Linked DNA regions of Triticum aestivum: region 2 is linked to region 1. The links are chromatin contacts, called in public Hi-C maps. All regions are on one chromosome and are shown on one strand. The core of a region is the stretch at or near the end of the contact, and the rest is flanking DNA. Distances in the headings are between cores, read along the strand shown. Region 1 overlaps LOC123169569 (ABC transporter G family member 42). Region 2 holds the start of LOC123165967 (ABC transporter G family member 42).

Region 1 (6,093 bases), core at 621-3,120:
TACCGAGAGAGGGCTGCTGGGATGTACTCTGCAATGCCCTATGCCATTGCTCAGGTAAGAAAATAGTAAAACTGAAAAGCTAAAGTAGCAAGATTGTCATTGGCTTCTTCAGGTATCTCAAGCCTTGTGTGTTGCTTCAGGTTGTCATGGAGATACCTTATGTCTTCGTCCAAGCCTCGTATTACACCCTTATCATATACGCGATGATGGGCTTCCAGTGGACGGTTGCCAAGTTCTTCTGGTTCTTCTTCGTCTCCTACTTTTCCTTCCTCTACTTCACCTACTATGGGATGATGACTGTATCAATATCACCAAACCATGAGATTGCAGCCATCTTCGCCGCAGCTTTCTATTCCCTCTTCAACCTTTTCTCTGGATTCTTCATCCCAAGACTGGTAAGTTCTGTTTCTTGATTAGAATATTGTTGCAATCCCTTCTCTTTCATAAGACCAATTACTTAGTTTCCTCTTACTTTGTTCAGAAAATACCCAAATGGTGGATCTGGTACTACTGGATTTGCCCATTGGCATGGACAGTTTATGGGCTCATAGTGACACAATATGGAGACCTGGAAGAGACCATCTCTGTACCAGGCCAATCAGACCAGACAATCAGTTACTACATAACTCATCATTTTGGATACCACAGGAGCTTCATGGCGGTCGTTGCACCGGTGCTTGTGCTCTTTGCAGTGTTCTTCGCGTTCATGTATGCTCTCTGCCTCAAGAAGTTGAGCTTCCAACAACGATAGTAGGAACTGAAAGCCAACAGACAAGATCTCGGAAGGCAATATGGCTGATTTTTTCCGGAACCAACTCCTCTTTTGTACTTCCATGTTTGCCGGTGTAAGTATGGATGTAGTTTTTTTTTTTTGGATTACAAATAGATACACAAATATGGTGAGGACGCACACAACCTTCCAGGCTTGTAAGAGCAACTCTTGCAGGTTCTGTACAATCCCATTCTGTATAATGACTTTAGAGTGCACTGTAAAATATTTTTAGAGACCTTGGAGTGCTGCTAGATCCAGATTCCGCAAAACTACAGTCTATAAAATTTCTTACATTTGGAACCCACTAGTAGTGAGTCTCCGTTTCCTCACCTCCTCTTCCGCTTCACTCTCTCTGACCCCGCCCCATTACCGCAACGGCGGTAGCACGGGCATGCCGGGGACACCGTCGTGTCCTGTAGGAGCCGCGCATGGCCATATTGACATCCGCTCGCACGTTTTCACCGGATGTGGCTTCACGAAGAAAATCTACTTCCGGAGCCCCAAATGCGGCTAGAAGCGGAAAAAAATCTTGTACGACCGGGTCGCACGCAACCGATCGGGAGACCCACTCCCGCTTGCGCCAACTGGCAGTACGAATCTTAACGCGGTGTTCCCAGATTTCCTGGTTCCAGCCCACCCCGTCTCCCACGTCCCACACCCCGGCCTTTCAGCATGTAATCTGATTGTCTTCCAACAGAATCACATCTTGTCTCTTCCATCTCGCTGGCGACGGCGTGGCATGGCGCAGCCCGACGACGGCAACGAGTCACCGGCAGCGCCGCGAGTGTGCCCGGGGAGCATTGCCATGGACGGCGGCAGGACAAGGGTAGATGGGTTGTGCCGCGACTTGTGTCGCCGGAATACATGGCGGATGCCGGCGGGGATAGAGTGCCGTGAGCAGGCCGGCGGGGATAGAGTGCCGTGAGCAGATGCGATGCGACGGTGCCGCGACCTGGGCCGCCAATGAAAGCGGCCGTTCCAGGCGGGAATGGAGCACGCCGAGCAGAGGAGTTGCACCCAGCGTCGAGGAGCACGCCGACGGCGTTGTGGTGACCAGTCGGGCGGACCACACCGGTGACAGGAATATGGGTAGTTGGAGAGATTGGGCATTGACCTGGGCTAGGGATTTGATAACACGCTCAGTTAAGTTTGGGATAAGGTGACAGTGCGCTGAGATTCGTATTGCCAGTTGTCGCAAGCGGGAGTGGGTCTCCCGATCGGCTGCGTACGACCCGGTCGTACAAGATTTTCCCGCTAGAAGCATTCATAGTGTGATGAAACACACAATGTGTAGCACGCTGTTGGGGCTCAAGTGATGGAGCTGGATGCCATAGAAGAAGAGGGGCCCCGCACAAAATTGTGTAGGGGAAAGGAAATACTCCCTCCGTTCCGAATTACTTGTCGCAGGTATGGATGTATCTAGATGTATTTTAGTTCTAGATACATCCATTTCTGCGACGAGTAATTTGGAACGGAGGGAGTACCTCAATCCACAAAGGGGAGGTCAAGGACGTGCTCGTTCCCTTGTGGAGCCTACGCCATCTCGCCGCCGTACACCCTCCAACGATTTTGAGCGTGCGCAAGTATCAAGCCCGCGCGGGAGTACTTCACCAACCGGCTATCGTCCACTGAGGGCAGCCAATTGCCCTTCCTTCAATCAATTAGGAGGATGACGATGACATCGGGGGCGGTGTGACGCCCCGATTCAATCGTACACTAATCATACACGTAAATATGTACGATCAAGATCAGGAGCTCACAGGAAGATATCACAACACAACTCTAGATATAAATAAAATAATAGAAGCTTCATATTACAAACCAGGGGTCTCGAGGGCTCGAATACAAACGAGTCAGCGAAAGCAACAATATCAGAGTACAGACATAAGTTAGACAAGTTTGCCTTAAGAAAACTAGCACAAAAATAAACAATGATCGAAGAGGCAAGGCCTCCTGCCTAGGACCTCCTAACTACTCCTAGTCGTCGGCGGCCTCCACGTAGTAGTAGGCACCCTCGGGGTAGTAGTAGTAGTCGACGGAGGTGGCATCTGGCTCCTGGGATCCGCCAACTGGTTGCAACAACCGGAAAGAAATAAGAAGAAGGGGGACAAAGGGTAGCAAAGTAACCGTGAGTACTCATCCAAAGTACTCGCAAGCATCAGATCTATACTAAGTATGCATTGGTATCAAGGGAAGGGATGTATCTGTGGACTGAACTGCAGAATGTCGGAATAGAGGGAAATGCCTAGCCTATCGAAGACTAGCATCTTCAAGTATCTTCAAGCATCTTGCAGCATTCAGAAGAGTATATAATAGCATTTTATAATTTAACAAACATGTTGTAATATTAACGCCCAGAAATCCTTCCTCGGCTCCCTGCGAGAAAGCAATCCCGGAGCCAGCATATCCATCTCATGTCTCAAGTATCCATTTCTAGTTGTAATAGATCAGGATACAAATCCGAGCGCCCGTGCCGTGGACACGGCTATTCGAATAGATAACTTCCCTGCAGGGGTGCACCACATTACCCAACACACTTGATTACTCTGGTCGGACACACTTTCCTGGGTCAATGCCAGGCCTCGGAAGACCAACACGTCGCAGCCCTACCTAGGCTCAGCAAAGAGGTCCCCGCCGGTCTACATCCTAAGCACTCCGGGGTCTTGGGCACATCGCCCGTTGCACTCCGGGTCGTTGTGCGATGAGCCGGGACGAGCACCACCTCATCCTGGATGGCATTAGCCCGACAGGCCCACAATGCTGAACTGGACGTATGACAAAGCTTCGGCTGATACCACGACACCGAGTGCCCATAACTGTTCCCGCGTGGTGGTTAGTGCGTATAGGCCAGTGGCTAACTCAGATGAAATACCCAAACCTGTTAGTGCATTATTAAAAGAAGTGATGGCTGTTGGGACAAGTCCGGAGCTACCATCCCCTCCTGGGTGATACCGCTAAACAACCAACCGCCACCGTAACAACTCACGGGTGCTCTCCGGGCCCGCCCGACTTTCACAGGTATCTCTCGCGGGTGCTTACTGGGCCCGCCCGACTTTAACAAAGGTCTGGAATAAATTCAAGGTAACCGTGTGTCCAAACATCAAGGGGGAAAACCCGAGGAATCGCCCTCGATGTAATCCTCAAGGCGAACTTGGAGGAATCACCCTCAAAGGGTTCACATTTGAGGTGTTGCACGACAGAGTCGTATCGGGAGTGGTGAAGGAGGAATCACCCTCGAAAACCACGACCGATTAGCTACACTACAGAGTTATCATCAGGAGTGTGTTACGAGGTATCACCCTGGGCACTCGATAGTAGCTCTGTAGAGCCGAGCAACTAAAGGGGGGTGATGTGATGTGTCGGGCTCTGGTCGTCAATCACGTTGATCGAGTCATCGGTCATCAAGCCGGGGCAACTGGGACAAGGAGAGGGGTCACTGATGGATCACTAACCAACCTATACTAAGCAGTTTAGAATAAGCAGGTAAGGTACAATGAGCAGGTTACAAAAGCAGGCTATGCATCAGAATAGGAGCAATCAATAACAGTAGCAAAATCTAATGCAAGCATGAGAGAGAATGGAATGGGAGATATCGGAATGATCAAGGGGGTTTGCCTGCCTAGAAGCTCTGTTGAAAGGGAAGAAGGGTCGTCGGTGACGTAGTCGATCACAGTGGCATCAACAGCGGTCTCGGGGTCTACCGAAGAAGAATAGGGGGAAGAAACAGTAAATACAAAGTACACAGATGCATCACTAAGCATGACATGACGAAACGCGATGCTAGGGGTGTTCTAACGCAGTTACACGCTACCAGCGAAGGGGGAAAACATCCGGGAATGTTTTCCCGAAGTTTGGCATTTTTCGAACAGATGAAAGAGAGGGGACGGTTCCATGTTCTCTATGGTAGGGACGTGTGGCGGACGAACAGAGAGCGTATTCGGATTCGTCATATTTTTCTGAGCAACTTTCATGTACAAAGTATTTTTCATTCGAGTTATGGATTATTTTATATTAATTTTCAAAGTTTTAAATCATTTGTGGAATTAAAAAGATTTAAATTAAATCAAATATGGGTTTACTACATCAGCATGACATCATCATGCCATCCGCAGTCAACTGAGTTGACCAGGGTCAACCCTGACGTGTGGGGCCATTCTGTCATCGATTGATAACTAATTAACAGGATTAATTAAGTTAATTAATTGTTTAAATATTATTTTTTTTAATTCTTTTTTTAACATTTACATTTAGTTTTTTTAACTACAGGCTCATGGGCCTCGCCTGTCATCTGCCCAGGAGGTTAGCGGGCGGGCTAATCGGGTGCCGGGAGCGTGGGCGCTCGACGCGCGCGGGCGGGGCGCCGGCGAGGCGCGAGCCATAGGCGGGCAGAGCAGTCGGGGCGGCGACCGGAGGTGGTGGCGCAGTGGCCGATGAGGGGGTGCGGGGAGCGGGGGCACGACCCTAGGCGGAGGCGTGCGTGACGAGCTGCGGGCGGAGGCGAGCAGGGCAGCGCTACAGGCGGAGGCGGGGCACGGTAGCGGCAGCGGCAGGAGACGCAGTCGGGAGGACAGGGCACGACGGCTGTGGAGGTGGGTGCGGGGTGGCTCGCTGGGAGCAGCCGGGGCGCGGTTGGGGACGCCACAGGCGGTTGCGGCGGCGAGCAGCGGTCGGCGCGGGCGCCGGTGCGAGCGCGCACGTGCGGGCACGCAAGCGGGCGCCGAAGCGCGGCTGCGGGCGAAGCGCGACAGGGGGAGGCGGAGCCATGCCGCGGCGGGGCTTGCAGGGGGCGCGAGGGGAGAACGGGGGCAAGCGGTAGTCGGCGCGGTGAGCGGGCGCTGCGGGAGCAGAGAGTGGGAAGAAGAGGAGGTCGCGGGCCTCACCGACGATGCAAGGGATCGGGGCGTTGAGGCTTGAGGACGCGGGTCGGGGAAGAGGTGACGACGTCATCGACGGGGTCCTCGACGGCGGGGTCGGGCCGTGCGCCCTGGGCGCGGGTGGGTGCCTATCTAGATCGGGAGGGAGCAAAGGAGAGGGGCGGTGGCGAGGTGGTCGGGGCTCGCTGCCCCGATCTCGATCCAGATGAGGAGGGGGGAAAGATCGTGGGGGGAGGGGGAGGTGGGGTAGTGGCCTAGGGTTACGGTGGGGTTTGCGGGGAATAAGGGGGGCGGCTGGGCCGGCCTGGCTGGTTGAGGCCAGCTAGGCCGAGGCCGAGTGGGGAAAACCGGGGGGGGGGGGCTTTCTCTTTTTTTTTTTGCTTTGCCTTTTCTATTTTTCTTTTTCTGTTTATTTGTTTTACTATCTTATTTTCTATTTATTTAGTT
Region 2 (5,879 bases), core at 62-2,561, 60 kb after region 1:
GGTCGCCCGCGGGGGAAATGACATGGGAGCGGTCGCATGGGTGGTCAAGCGGCTCTGATCCATATTAATTATCGTCACTTTAACAGATTTTAATATAAAGTTATATTAAATCAGCAACAACTATTATGAACCGGCGGGAGTACTATCATTTGGCAAAACCAAGGTTGCTCCAATACGTGTGAAGCAGATGACTCGTTATTCCGTCGTTTCTCAGCGAGTAAACGGCTTTTCATGCGGAGATCCCATTCGTAATCGCGAACCGCAAGCATCGCATTACGATAGGCATCATGCATACATATCTATATCTCCTTTTCGTAAGGGTGCTAAAAAAACGTGCGAGCTCCAGGCACACAGCTGCAATGTTTGATTATTCAGTTAATCGGGTTAGTGCAGCCCTCACTAAACTTTTTGCCAGCCTATGTTTTTCTAGCAGGTCCCTTCCCATTCGTTCGGCGAAAAGAAAACGTGGCCGTGCAGCACGTAGGGACCTTCGTCTATTCTGTTTCTACTTGGGCGATCCCCTGGGCACGCCTCTCACGGAGATGGAGTAGTACAGTTCTAATCATGCGGTGGCACCAAGAAGCGCGCGCTCCGCTCCGCTCATGCATGGCTCAGTGTCACCCGAGTGCAGCACCTACTACTCGAGATCCTGACCACCCCTGACGTGCATCGCACGCACAAGCTCTAGAGTCAAGAATCGCAACAGCAGCAGCCACAAACAAAAGCTCAACAACCGTTTTCCGTTCATATTAACATTGAAATGCTGGCAGGAGAAGGGCAAAGGTCCGCCTTGCAACATCGCGGCAACATACACCGTCCAGACGACCAATCAATCCCGGCGCTGTGCTCGGTACAGTAACTGAAGCCGACGACACGAAACTTTTGGTCGGCGCGCACCGCTAGAACCTCACACGCACGCAGCCATGGATGCACCGTGCACGCACCTCGCCGGGCCACGTACCCTGCGAGCCCCCGGCCGCCACCTACCGCGGCACCGGTTCGCGGGAGCGGGCAACGGGGCCGTTTCACCGTGCGCCGCACCGCCGCTCGGCTCGGCTCAATCCAACACGACGCAACACCCATCCCGCCGCAGTCAACCGTCGACCCCACCCGAGTAGAGGTTCGCCCCCACCAACCCACAAAGACCACCAAATGTGTCACACGGCGACGCACCACCTCGGGCCCGTGCCCGTAGTCGCAAAGCCGGGGAAAAGGCAGCGCGAGGGAGGAATCGCGGGAAATCACCGGCGCCAACCCCACGCGCGACCGCCCGCGTATAAAAGTGCCGCGCACCACCACGGCTGCCATTCATCCCCCCAGCCAGCGCCAGCCCACTCATCTCTTTTCCTGCTCCCGCTCTCATCACCGCGGCCCGGGCCGCCCCGCGCGCATGGCACTCGCCGCACACCACCAACTGCCGCACTAACGACGCGCACGCCACCGCGCAAGCGCAGCTCGCTGACTAGCCAGCTCCGACGTGCTTGTTCCAGTAATCGAAGGTGATCGACCGAGCTTCGGGCGCGATGGAGAAGGTGTGGGACTCGGGGCGGCGGATGAGCCGGAGCATCGGGCGGGGGATGGGGGTGGAGACGTGGGGCGTCGACGAGGCCTTCCTGCACGGCAGCGGCGGCGGGAGCAGGCGCGGGAGCAGGGGCCACGCCGACGACGACGAGGAGGCGCTGCGGTGGGCGGCCATCGAGCGCCTCCCCACCTACAGCCGCATGAGGACGTCCATCCTCCAGGCCGAGGCGGCCGCCGCGGCCGCCGACTCGCCACCAGCCGGGACGGCAGAAGGAGGCAAGCAGCAGCAGCAGTACAAGGAGGTGGACGTGCGGAAGCTGGCCGTGGGCGAGCGGCAGGAGTTCATCGAGCGCGTCTTCCGCGTCGCCGAGGAGGACAACCGGCGCTTCCTCCGAAAGCTCCGCGACCGCATCGACAGGTACGTACTACATTACCTGCTTTGTTCGCCAACAATTAACTACAAACATACGTAATCCACTTGAGCTGCCAGTTTGCAGTTACTCATTTTGTGTTTTGTATTCGTGTGCGACTAACAAAATACGTACAAAGTTGATTACGCATGCGATTTCGCTGGCTTAAAATTTTGGCCGTGGTAGAGCACTACGTGCAGGCGCACGCCATTGCATGTCACGGTTGTTGCATAATCTCAATCATTAGCTCTTTGCTTAATATAAACACTACAAGAACAACAACTCGTTGATCATGCCCACAACAAACATGTTACAAAACACTCGGAAAGGTACCTGTCAACTGCGCAATTGTGTACTCGATCAGGTAAAATCATGCTGCCGATTCCTCTATCAGATATCCCTCCCAAAACGAATACAATCCTCCATTCAGACCTTCTTGCAGAGTTATTCGTTGCATATAATACGTACTTCGAAATTTCAGACTTTAACCCGCCCGGGTGGGGGTAGGCTCCCGACCTTAATGCGGCCTTCCTTGGCTTTAGGAGAGCTCGGTTTTCACACGTGCTGTGCTGTGTCGATTGAAAAGTAAGAGTAATCTGCGGCCTTGGTGTGGTTGAAGCTGTACGCACAAGGAAAGGGATTGATGGCAATGTGGCACTAGACCTGCGGATGCCCGTTCACTTCTTTCCCTATCCCTGTTCGCGATATGTCTCCAGGGACTAATTAGTGGAGCAGATGCATCTGTCCAAATGTCGCTGCAGGTGAACAGATCCAAATCCAAGTACTGACTGAAACCAACTGCAAGGGCTTGCGTAATTTCGTCAGCAGACATGTGCATGACATCAGCACACCAACTGTTCTTTCTTGTTTTTGCTGATTAATCTGTGGAGTTAGTTAATTTTTGACCTCCACACAATTGGTGAGTGCAGTCTCCTCTTGTTATAACCTTTTTTAATTCGAATTGTGGATTAGGATCAACCGTGGTAGTTAGTAGTTGACTCAACAATCTATGGAGTTGTGCACTGGTAGCACTAGCTGCGTACGCTTTGGTTCAACCTTTGCAAATGAAAAATGGTATATGTGTTTTTTCTTTGCGGGAGAAAAAAAATGGTATATGTGTCAGCTCAAGTTTCTTCACATTTTGCTTTCGGGACAACAAATTTGCAATATTTTAGGGGTATAGCCGAGCATCTTTCTACTTTCTTGATACAAAATGATGCACTTTGTGTGAGATTCGAGATGGAAACATTCAGCCTGTCTCTGGTCCCAAAGGTTGCCTAAAGTTAACAGCCAAACCCACACCGCAGCCGGCTTTGCTCCCAACATGAATGAATGATGACATCACTAGGGCCAGTTTTTTTGGGCAATTCTTCGAGAATTGACCCCCTCCTCAGCTTCTCCCAGAATTGCCACTTCATCTTTTTTTATAATTCCTAGCTAGTTAAGATCTAATTAGCTAGGATTTGTAAGAAAATATAGAGTGGCAATCCTGAGAGAAGCTGGGGAGGGGGTCAATTCTCGAAGAATTGTCCAAAAGAACTGGCCCCTAGTAACCTAAGTCATTTCCTTTTCTGGTGTGACAACATAAAAAATAATTGTTGACGATGGAACATGATAAAATAGTTTATTTGTGTCCTCATACCTTACTAATTAGTATTATCAGGGTCCTCGTTGTAACTTCTCTTAACAAAGTACGATCTCAGTTTCGAATTACTTGTCGCAGAAATATATGTATTTAGATGTATTTTTAGTTCGAGATATATTCATTTATATCTATTTTCTGCTTGGGTACGGAGAGGGTATAATTATATAATTAAATCGACAATCCGAACTGAAAATGGCATGCATGCATGCAGGGTGGGCATCGAGCTCCCGACGGTGGAGGTGCGGTTCGAGCGACTGACGGTGCAGGCGCGGTGCCACGTGGGCAGCCGCGCGCTGCCGACGCTGCTCAACTCGGCGCGCAACATCGCGGAGGGCGCGCTGGGGCTGCTCGGCGTGCGGCTGGGCCGGCAGGCGACGCTCACGATCCTCAAGGACGTCTCCGGCGCCGTCCGGCCCTCGAGGATGACGCTGCTGCTGGGCCCGCCGTCGTCGGGGAAGACCACCCTGCTGCTGGCGCTGGCCGGCAAGCTGGACCCGTCGCTGAGGCGCGCCGGCGAGGTGGCCTACAACGGGTTCCCGCTGGAGGAGTTTGTGCCGCAGAAGACGGCGGCGTACATCAGCCAGACGGACGTGCACGTCGGCGAGATGACCGTCAAGGAGACGCTGGACTTCTCGGCCAGGTGCCAGGGCGTCGGCACCAAGTACGGTAAGTACACCAACCCTTCACCTAGCTAGCTAGGTAGGTAGCTGGCTAGCTGTGCATGGATTGCGTGGAGAATTTTAATCCATGGCCTTGCTGGCTTGGCTTTTGGAGGACTAGTGGTGAATGATTGAGGATTTTGAATGATGGGGAGACAAATATATTCTGATGCAGATCTCCTGACCGAGCTGGCGAGGAGGGAGAAGGAGGCCGGCATACGGCCGGAGCCGGAGGTTGACCTTTTTATGAAGGTAAGCTTTCCTAACATCTTGGCATGCAAACTCTTCGCAGTTTGTAGGCTCAACTTAACTACCGGAGAGAATATTCAGTGGAAACCAAGTTACTACCATGCAAATCGGCGAAACCACATAAACTATATTGTGAAGTCTTGAAAAAATCTCAGAAAAAATAGAGCATGTAGAAGAGATGGTTTTGCATGGACATAAATCAACAATGAATAGTGACATTTAACATCCCATGCATATTTCTTTGAGAAATTTTCAAAACTTTCAAACATGATTTCCATTGCAACTTGTTTTTCACCGGAGGATATTCTCTCCAACCACCGAACCCGAAATGTCCCTAAAGCTAGAAATGGAGGCCCATTTTTCTTGGAACGAAATGACACTTGCGTGAGACATGTACGAGCAGTACGATCGGCAGGTACGCCGGCCGACGTGTTCTCGGATGGTTCACAAAAAAGGGAAGTGTCTTATGAAATTGACTTGTTTTAATCACGTGTGACAGTACTACAGTAGCCAGACATGCTTTGGTTCCAAGCTTCATTTACTTTCTCTGTACCGTGCACATCGATGACGCATTCACTGTCTGTCTCCAGGCCACGTCGATGGAAGGAGTCGAGAGCAGCCTCCAGACGGACTACACCCTCAGGGTACGTACGTACGCACGCCTTTCTGAATGTTTCCTCACTGACGTAGTAGTATGAAGTTGCAGTTTTCTTGGTCTTGCTTTTTTGCCTGGCTGAAATTAGCACCGTGGCGAGGTTGGCGAGATGCTACAGCGACCACACGTTGACAGATTTGCACGGATCCAGAAAATGTTCCCCCTTTCTTGATCATGGCCATGGCCAGTTGTGTAGTGTACTCAAGCAAGGAACAATCCCAATCAATCATGGCCAGCACGGCACAACGCAGAGGTGGTGGTAGTGTAGTAGGCACGGTGGCGGCACACGGTCCGCGCGAACCAAGAGCACCAACCAAGCCGCTGCCACCTCCACTGGCTGACACGCACGCCGTCGTCGCAGCGAGGAGTAGTAGTTGAGGCTGAGCCAGCCAGAAGGATAAGCACTGCGCTCGAGTGGTGGCAGCGGGAGTCGGCAGCAGCAAGTAGGCAGTGGGTCGGCTCGCAGTTCGCTCGCCCCTTCTCCCTCTTTTGACTTGCCTGGAAAGCGCCGCTCCGATTTTCCACCGCCGGGTGGGGCCTCGCTGTGCCTGGCTTTGGGGACGGGGGGTTGGTGGATGGATGCACGCTCCGCCTCACCCTGATGATGATGATGGTGCCAATGGCGGGCGTCACCGGATCGGCGCAGGTGCAGGCGAATCGCACCCGCGGCCGGCAGCGAGATGCCCGTGACCTGTTTGCTGTTATGCCCGGCCAGAGCGGCTGCCTTTTCTTTGTCCCGC

What was found. A called contact is a pair of places that touch in the nucleus more often than the background predicts.
Region 2: a contact with region 1 is called in a Hi-C map of leaf, with 5 times the contacts expected there. The contact joins the promoter of LOC123165967 here to the enhancer-like site in region 1. A contact is called at or near these places in 3 of 5 Hi-C or Micro-C datasets (leaf and an unstated tissue).

The regions. Positions count from the first base shown.
Region 1 is chr7D:476,280,466-476,286,558 of IWGSC CS RefSeq v2.1, forward strand. LOC123169569 (ABC transporter G family member 42) reads left to right here. Exons shown (of 21, transcript XM_044587434.1): 19 at 1-54; 20 at 141-395; 21 at 482-1,076. The coding sequence ends at 751. Among protein-coding and RNA genes, the nearest start is that of LOC123169569, 20 kb to the left of the region's middle. Within about 2 kb of position 1,871, at least 1 of the 8 cell types and tissues checked has an H3K27ac peak or open chromatin away from gene starts, as enhancers often do. A contact at or near this core is called in leaf, where this site is marked.
Region 2 is chr7D:476,340,707-476,346,585 of IWGSC CS RefSeq v2.1, forward strand. It overlaps LOC123165967 (ABC transporter G family member 42), which reads left to right and starts at 1,312. Exons shown (of 21, transcript XM_044583729.1): 1 at 1,312-1,939; 2 at 3,788-4,242; 3 at 4,411-4,487; 4 at 5,075-5,128. The coding sequence starts at 1,524.